Linked DNA regions of Rattus norvegicus: region 1 is linked to region 2. The links are chromatin contacts, called in public Hi-C maps. All regions are on one chromosome and are shown on one strand. Each heading gives the region's core, a stretch centred on a gene start, on an enhancer-like site or on the middle of the called end of the contact. The rest is flanking DNA. Distances are from core to core; before and after follow the strand shown.

The links. A called contact is a pair of places that touch in the nucleus more often than the background predicts.
Region 1: a contact with region 2 is called in a Hi-C map of liver, with 3 times the contacts expected there. The contact joins two enhancer-like sites. A contact is called at or near these places in 4 of 12 Hi-C or Micro-C datasets (Schwann cells, liver and psoas muscle).

Annotation. Positions count from the first base shown.
Region 1 is chr11:44,194,497-44,199,081 of GRCr8, forward strand. All of the region lies in intron 1 of LOC120095616 (a long non-coding RNA gene), which reads right to left. Among named protein-coding and RNA genes, the nearest start is that of Ifnar1, 15 kb to the right of the region's middle. Within about 2 kb of position 3,020, at least 59 of the 93 cell types and tissues checked have an H3K27ac peak or open chromatin away from gene starts, as enhancers often do. A contact at or near this core is called in Schwann cells and liver, where this site is marked.
Region 2 is chr11:44,088,756-44,093,038 of GRCr8, forward strand. No RefSeq gene overlaps it. Among named protein-coding and RNA genes, the nearest start is that of Ifnar2, 8.9 kb to the right of the region's middle. Within about 2 kb of position 2,241, at least 52 of the 93 cell types and tissues checked have an H3K27ac peak or open chromatin away from gene starts, as enhancers often do. A contact at or near this core is called in Schwann cells and liver, where this site is marked.

The DNA.
Region 1 (4,585 bases), core at 1,770-4,269, 110 kb after region 2:
GAGAGGTGACTGATTTCCAGGCTGGGCAGGGACAGCATAAACTCACAAGAAAGAGCCCATGACAATCAGAAGGTATGCAAGGCTTGGGCACATGCAGTCATGAGAGCTCTGCCTAGCCATGAAGAAACTGGAATCAGCCGACATGTTCATAAATTCTTCAGATTAAATGTTTCAGACACATTAAGCTCAATTTTCACAAAATAAAAATGCAACCCTTTTCAATTAGTCTTTTTTTTAATAGAAAAACTTTTACACAATACATTTTTGTTATGTTCCCCCCAACAGTTCATCCCAGATCATCCCTACCTCCCTAACTCTGTCCCTTTTCTCTCCTTAACAAACAAAACACCCAAAGACAGAAATCGAAATATACAAGAATAAAAAAAAAAAACCCACAAAAACAGTAAGATTTTTTTAAATGCCAAAGCAAAAGGAGATAAAAAGTTACAAAAACACCACTGTGTTCTGGGTGTGAGGCCTACTCTGAAGTGTTCCAGTGAGATTTCGTGGGGGAAAAGTTTCTTTTCCTTTACCAACAGGTATCAATCGCAGGTAGCTTCTTGGTTAGGGGTTATTGTCTGTTAGGTCTCAAACCCAGGACAAATGGCTGAGACGCCTATGACTAGATCAAAGCAGACTCTAGCCACCAGGTTCTCCCAGCATCCCTCAGACCCTACATGTTACTGGGTCCTCATGACTGGCATACCTGTCCCCTACCCTAAACTTCTCCAGCCCAGGGCCCGGGCTGATCTGCCCTTCCCCCGTCCCCTGCCCCCCTCCCCGCTTCTCCTCCCTATAAAACCCAGCCACTTTGGCTACACTGGCCCTTTTTGGGCCTCTTGCCCTCTTGGCTGCCGCTCCTGGGTCCCATGTCCCTCTCGCCTCCTGACTCTCCTCACATGGCTGCTTCGGTTTGCCCCATGTCCACTCTGGACTCTTCCAGATGTCTCTGCCTACCCTGTCCCTTGTATCTATAATAAGAACTTGAGCCCTTCAGGAGCAGTCCTGTCCTACATTTCTTCTTTCTTTCCTTCCTTCCTTCCTTCTTTCTTTCTTTCTTTCTTTCTTTCTTTCTTTCTTTCTTTCTTTTTTTATTGTTCACTTCCTGCTCTCAGTGTCAGGATCCCATTGGCCGACAGTGTGCAGGTCCTGTGTGTGCTGCCAGTCTCAGAGTTGATGTGTCTATCAGTCCTGCTCTGTCTGGAAGACACTGCTTCCTTGTAGTCCTCTGTCACCTCTGACTCGTGCATCTTTCTGCCTCCATTTTGGCATAGACTCTTGAGCCTTGAGGGGAGGGGTTTGGTGAAGACATCCTGGTTAGGACTTTAGCTCTGTACCTTGTCTAGCTGTAGATCCCTGTGTCTGTTGTTCTAACTCGGAGGTTCTCAACCTTCCTGATCCTGTGACCCTTTAATACAGCTTTTCATGATGTGATGCCCCCCCCAACCATAAGATTTTTTTTTTTTTGGTTCTTTTTTTCGGAGCTGGGGACTGAACCCAGGGCCTTGCGCTTCCTAGGCAAGCGCTCTACCACTGAGCTAAATCCCCAAACCCATAAGATTTTTTTATTGCTACTTCGTAACTGCAGTTTTGCTACGCTTATAAATTGTAACATAAATGTCTCTTTTCAGATGGTCTTAGGCAATTTTTGAAAAAGTATCAACAGCCAAAAGTTGAGAACCACTGTTCCAACGAGTTTGTAAGAACTCTTGGACAGTGAGAAGTAGAAATTTTAACAACCTTAAGTATGTGTCACTGGGAAGTTTCTTCAAAATGACTTAGTAGCCACTAACAAAAATGTTCTTCCTTTTGGATCCACAGATCTTCTAGAATTATTACAGTAGCTAGGACAACTGTTAAAACAAGACAAAGACACTCAAACCCAAGATCGTTGGATGACAAAAATGAATCAAACCCCAAGATGGTTTGACTCACGAAATGAATCTAAAGTGCTTAAGAACAAGTCCTAACAGCCAGAGTTACTAAAATCATTATTTGCTTAAAATGCAGATTTTTATGGTAGTCAAAGGCTAACCCAAGCCCATGATAAGGAAATAGATACAACCTCTTTACAATTAAAAAAGAGAGAGAGATGTTCTTTGGCGGCTCAGGTTGGCTCTCCACTCCCAATATAATGGGAGCCTTCTGCTAACTACCTGCTGAGATTACAAGTGTGTGCTACCATGCCCAATTCAATTATTTCATTTTTGCCCCCACAGGGTATTGAACCTAGGACTTCATGAATGCTTGTACAGCAGCTGACGAAGTCCTCATCTGTCTTCTTTAAATTTTATTTTACATATTTCCATAGTGTAGTCTTAAGGTATGTAGGTAACTAGCCTTCTCAAAGGCAGGGTTGAACTCTTTACGGATAGGTGGCAGGGAACCATAATCTGAGACTACCCCAACCCCTAGGAGGCCAGTGCCCTGAGAATGTCGCCTCTCCGCACACTGGAAACCACCTGCCTCACTGATACATTGCTGCTCCCAGCAACCGAGGGTTCCCGACCCCATGAGTCCCCACACTAGGTTCCAAGCTCAGAGACCCCTGGGGGAAACAGGCGGCAGTGAGAGAGGGAGAAAGGGAGAGAGGAGAGAGGGAGGGAGGGAGGAAGGGAGAGAGAGTGAGAGAAAAGAAAGAAAAGAAAAAGAAAAAAGGAAAGAAAGGAAAAGAAAAAAGGAAGGAAAGGAAGGAAAGAAAGAAAAGAGAGAGAGAGAGAGAGAGAAAGGAAGGAAGGAAGGAAGGAAGGAAGGAAGGAAGGAAGGAAGGAAGGAAGGAAGGAAGGAAGAAAGAAAAGAAAAAAAAAAGAAAAGCGCTCAGTGCTGGAACTACGCATGCGCTCTAGCAGCAGCATTCACTTCCGCTGCTGGGATAGTTAAAGGTAGGCTTCCGGAAGTGGGGGTGGGTTATGACTTGTCACAAACCGGAAGTTAAGAGAACAGGACTGTGGCAGCTTCCTACAAGGCATTTGCAAAGGAGCGGAGCTTTTCTTGAGGGGCGGGGCGTGAGCGGAGGGCGGGGCTGGAGGAGCGAGGCAGAGAGATGGGGCGTTCCCGAAGGGGAGGTGCTGGGCAGAATTGTATTCTAGGAGAGCTGCGATTGGCCAAGGCTTTTTAGGCGGGTCACTTGAAGTGGGGAAAACTTGAGAGGTAGGCTGTCATGGGTACTGCATCCCTAGTGCTGCTGGCAGGGGCGTCTTGGGTGCCGCCCGTAGCCTCAGGTGAGCCGAGGAGCCTGGGCGAGGGAGAGCTGGACCCGGGTGACCTGAGCGTCCGCGCGCTCACCCCGACGCCCACTCGACGGTCCTGCTCCAGCCTGGGGACGCTGACCCAGGCCCGAGCATCGGTATGGCTGGTGGGTGGGAGACCAGACTGAAGCAGAAATGCGCTTCCCAGCCTAGCCCCGGGTTGACTGAGGAGTGAATTGAGAGCTGCCCCGAAGTCGCAACAGGCTAACAAACAATAGTAAGTAAGCCAGGAAACCACTGCGCTAGTTACATCAGGAGAATGCCAACTGTCTAAGAGTGAAAGACAAGAGAGATCTCTTTATAGTGATGTTAAAAACAAACAAACAAACAAACAAAAAAACCCAGAAAAGACAACCCCGCAGCCCAGCCAGGACTCCTGGAGGTAAGTTCCGATTCCTCTTAGATATCCGTACACCTGGGAGGTAAGTGATGCCCCAAGTCTCATCCTGAAGATTACGCACAGTACTGGAATTCGTGCAGTGGCCTGACACAGTCCACAGGTGATTACTTAGGAACCTTTGTTCTTGGAAAGCTTTATGCTCAACTCACGTTTGGCTCAGTGTGAAAAAGGTTTTATTCCTATTTTCATGTAAAATTAGCATTTGAGCAGGATGTACATTGAGAAATTAATTTTCAGGAGCTAGAGAGATGGCTCTCTGGTTAAGAGTGCTATTGCTCTTACAGGGGGCTGGTGTTGGTGTGGAAGCTACCTCTAGAGCAGCGGTTCTCAGCCTTCCTAATGCCGCAGCCCTTTAATACAGTTCCTCATGCTGTGGTGACACCCAACCATAAAATGATTTCGCTGCGGCTTCATAACTGTAATTTTGCTACTGTTATGAATCATAACTGGCAACTCGTGTGAAAGGGATGGAGACCCACACAGGCTGAGAGCCGTTGCTCTTCAGCCTCTTAAATTCCAGCTCCAGGGAAATCTGATCATGTGACCTGTGCACATACACATGCTTACACACACACATAATTCTTTTTTTTTTTCTTTTTCTTTTTTTCGGAGCTGGGGACCGAACCCAGGGCCTTGCGTTTGCTAGGCAAGCGCTCTACCACTGAGCTAAGTCCCCAACCCACACACACATAATTAAAAATAAACATCGCTCAAAATGTGGTGGCACCCGCCTCCAATCCAATACCCAGGTAACTGAGGAAGGAAGCTCAGGAGCACCATACCCCGTGCTGGGTAACTCGAGCTCGCCTCAAAACAAACAGACTTGGAGCTACATTGAAGTTGCTGACGTGGAGGGGAAGGTGGTTCATCCGTTGGGCTCTTGATTATACCAGTCATCGAGTGTATGAACTAAGTTAACTTTCAGCCGGTGAACAAT
Region 2 (4,283 bases), core at 991-3,490:
CACGAATACCTCATGCCTTCTCTAAAGAAAAGGACACAATGGCGCAGTGATAAAATAAATTAAAAAAATAAATTAGGAGGCTGAATAAATTAGAGGTCTCCACAGTTAGGGGCACTGGCTGCTCTTGAGGGGACCTAGGTCCAGTTCCCAGCACCAACGCGCTAGCTCACAACTACCTACAGCTGTAGTTCCAGGAAACCCAACACTGTCCTGGCCTCTGAGAGTACCTATGTGTATGTGCACATACACACAGACACTCAGTAATAAAGTAAAATCTTTAAGAAATAAGCCAAACTAGGTACAGAGTTTTGCAAAGAGCTAGGGGTCCTGGAGATGATGCTCCGCTAGCCTCAGAGTGAGCTGCACAGCATTGGTGATAGAAATTACCTATCTATCTACACACACACACACACACACACACACACACACACACATACACTCATACACACACTCATACACACACTCATACACACTCATACACACTCATACACACACTCATACACACTCATACACACTCACACACGCGCACACACACTAATACACACACTTATACACACATGCACACACACACTCATACACACACACTATCCACACTCATTCACACATACTAATACATCACACACACATACACACATATTAACATACACCACACACACTCACACACATACACACACACACTCACACACACACACACACACACACACATCACCACCACCACCACCACAAACCAAGACACACACAGCTGTCAGGAGCCCCAGGAGACAGAGCTGTTGACTAAAGTCTAAGGCGTATCCCTCTTAGAGAATGGAGCCATGGCTGATATTTTATGCCACACAAAAATGATGATGATGATGATAATAATAATAACAATAACAATAATAATAATAATAATTCGAGCATGTATCAGTTGAAACAAAGTCAGGCTATGAAGTAAAGAAGGCGAAACAGAATATATGTTTTAGATTTAAGCATAGAGGGGTTGTCTCAGCGTCTTAACGATGTTTTGTGGCTTTTGAAACTACACTGCCCCAACATGTACAACCAAAAAGTTCAAAAGCTAAGCAAAACTTAAAAACTTTAAAATTAAGTAATATGTACGATAATGAATATAGCTGCCTTACTAAATTTCCTTTTTTTTTTCTTTTTTTCTTTTTTTCTTTTTTTCGGAGCTGGGAACCGAACCCAGGGCCTTGCGCTTGCTAGGCAAGTGCTCTACCACTGAGCAAAATCCCCAACCCCAAATTTCCTTTTGTAAATGAAATTGCCAGGTCGGTTACAAAGCCATTGCTCAGGTACAAGGCTGAGGCGGGAAGGCCAGCAAGGTCAAAGGTCACAGACCCACAGCCCCTCAGCTTCAGGCCGGCTTGTTTCTCTGCCTTTGCACTTTCCCCATTAAAGCCTGGAAAGGTTGTGCTGCTGTTTTGTTGCAGGCAATAGTCACACTTTCCTGGCTGTTGGCTGCATTGATGCTCTCCAGACTCAGGCAGCAAAGAAATTCAAACCAGAAGGGAGGGGCTTCTTTTCCTTCCAGGGCCCCTCAATTTTCCCTTTCTATTCTGTCTTACACACCACACACACACATACACACACATACACACACACACACATACACACACACACACCACGCATACATGCACGCACACTACACAAATACCCCATAGACACATTCTCCCTATGACAAACATGCATACTACATAGCACAAAACAGACACACACACACTCAGCTCTTACCTACCACATACACAGCGCACAGACTCAAAGCAAGCCCTCAAGGGTCTCACATGATTTCATTCCCCCTGCCCCCTACATCTGAGGCTCACTAAATTGGTTTCATGGTCTGGAGCAGAGGTTTGGAAAACACAGACTTCGAGGGAGACAGAGGAAACCCACACACAGGCCTCTGTGAAGGGGATCTTCGGTCTGTGCTCTGTCCTTGGCTGATAAGCAGAGAGAATGCTCCTGGGTGGAGCCCTGGCTATGGCAGAAGGCTTCCTCACACTGCCAGCTGCCAAGAGTTGAGTCGGGCAACCTGCCAGTGAGCCTGCAGGAGGGGCCCTCGAAAGTATGCACTTTCTTTCCGGGAAGGCCCCTCACAATTTCTGTCACCGCTTCATTTCACAATACATTGTGTTTCCAGATCATTCTCCAAACTTCAGCTGAGTCATGAACCCTATTTAGTCAGCTCTCTGCATCTACTGACTTCAAATCCCTCGAGTTAACCAATCCTAGACAGGAGATAGTCGAGAAAAATATGGGGCGTGTTCTAAACGTGAACGGATGCTCCTTGCCGTGGCTCCCTGCAGAGCACAGTAGAGCAAGGACTGACGTAGCTTCTACATGGTATTGGGCACTGGAAGTGATCTAGAGGCGGCTTAAATATGAGAAGAGGGGCGTGCATTCTGCAGGAGTAATCTGTCACTTTGTATCAAGAGCTTAGACATCGGTGGGTCAGTTCGCCACAGATCCTGGGAGATGATTGTAGTGAATTTCAGACAGCTTTAGGAGGAGGAAGGAAATGAGGCGGGATCTAGAGGAGAGGGGCAGAGCTGAGTATAACAGAGCTCTCACAGGAAGGCTACGTGCCGATATGGCAGAGGTAGGGATGGATCGGATTGTAACTTTTCTTCAGCCGGGAAGCCAGCAACTAAAAGGATGACGCTGGAAACACAGGGCAGAGAATAGGTCACGTTCATGGCTCGGGCACTGAATGGAGCAATCCCAGAAATCACCGAGTGAGAGAGAGAAAGGAAAGTAAACAGCCCAAGGTCAACAGCAGACCCTACTGGGCCAAGGAATTTATTAGCATTGCTTTTCTGGGCTCACATCCAGCCAGGCAACCCTTCCGTACTATGGCAAGCAGCTCCATTCTTTTTCATAGAGCTGAGGCCTCGGTCATGGCTAATTTTCTCTGAGAGATTTAGTTCATGCCCCGGTGAGGATAGGAAGTCAGGAGTTTACAGGCTGGAGAGCCAGGGAAGACGCTGGCTGCAGCTGGAGTCTGAAGGTGACTGGGGGCAGAATTCCCACACCTGTAACAGAACACAACCTGTCTTCCTCAAGGAGTGCTGTCCTACATGTCAATCAGCTAAACATGACCGTCACAGCAACACATAGATTGGTGTTTGTCCGAGTATGTCCTAGCCAAGCAGACAGGCGAGGTTAGCCATCACACATTCTACCTATCTTGTTCTGTTCCTACAGCTGTGAGAAAATTCACAGAAAAGGCAACTTGGGGAGGAGAGGGTTTATTTGACTCACAAATCCAAGCTCAGTCCATCACTTTAGTCAAGGTAGGTAAACGTCACATCTGAAGACAAGAGCAGAGAGAAGAGAGGCTCTACCTATCTATCATCTATCTACCTATCTATCTATCTATCTATCTATCTATCTATCTATCTACCTATCTACCTACCTACCTATTTCTCTATCTATGTATTATGTATCTATGTGTCTATGTATCGATGTATCATCTATCTATTTACCTACCTACTTATCTATGTATCTATGTATCTATCTACCTATCTATTATCTATCTATCTATCTATCTATCTATCTATCTATGTATCTGTGTATTTATCTATGTATCTAACTATGTATCTATTATCTATGTATTATGTCTCTATGTGTCTATGTATCTATGTATGTATATATTATGCATCTCTCTAATCTATCTGTCCATCCATCCATCCATCCATCCATCCATCCATTCATCCATCCATCTATCTATCTTGCCTGCTAGCTTTCTTCACTGTTACAGAGTTCTGGGCCCAGACTAGGGAATGGTGCTACCCACAGTGGGCTGGATCCTCCTACATCAATTAACAAGCTAGGCAATGCCCCCATGCTCCCAAGACATGCCTAAGACCAACCTGAACTAGAAAATCCCTCATTGGGGTTGGGGATTTAGCTCAGTGGTAGAGCACTTGCCTAGCAAGCGCAAGGCCCTGGGTTCAGTCCCCAGTTCAAAAAAAAGAAAAAAAGAAAAAAAAAAAGAAAAAAGAAAATCCCTCATTAACATTCTCTTCCCAGGTGATTCAACTAGCCGTTCACCATCTTAGGGAACAGTACCAATTAAACCTTAAGTCTAACTTAAATTTTATCTGCTATTAACAGATACCTAACCCAGGATGCTGAGGATTAAGTTTGTTTCCTTACATAGCCTTTGCTGAATGGCCAACCTAGCACTAAGTTCTGATCATTAACATCCTACCCATTTCTAGCCCATCTGCACTGCTCTGGCTCTGGTTCAGAGATGGTCAGAGGTTCTGACTGGGAACAGTCAC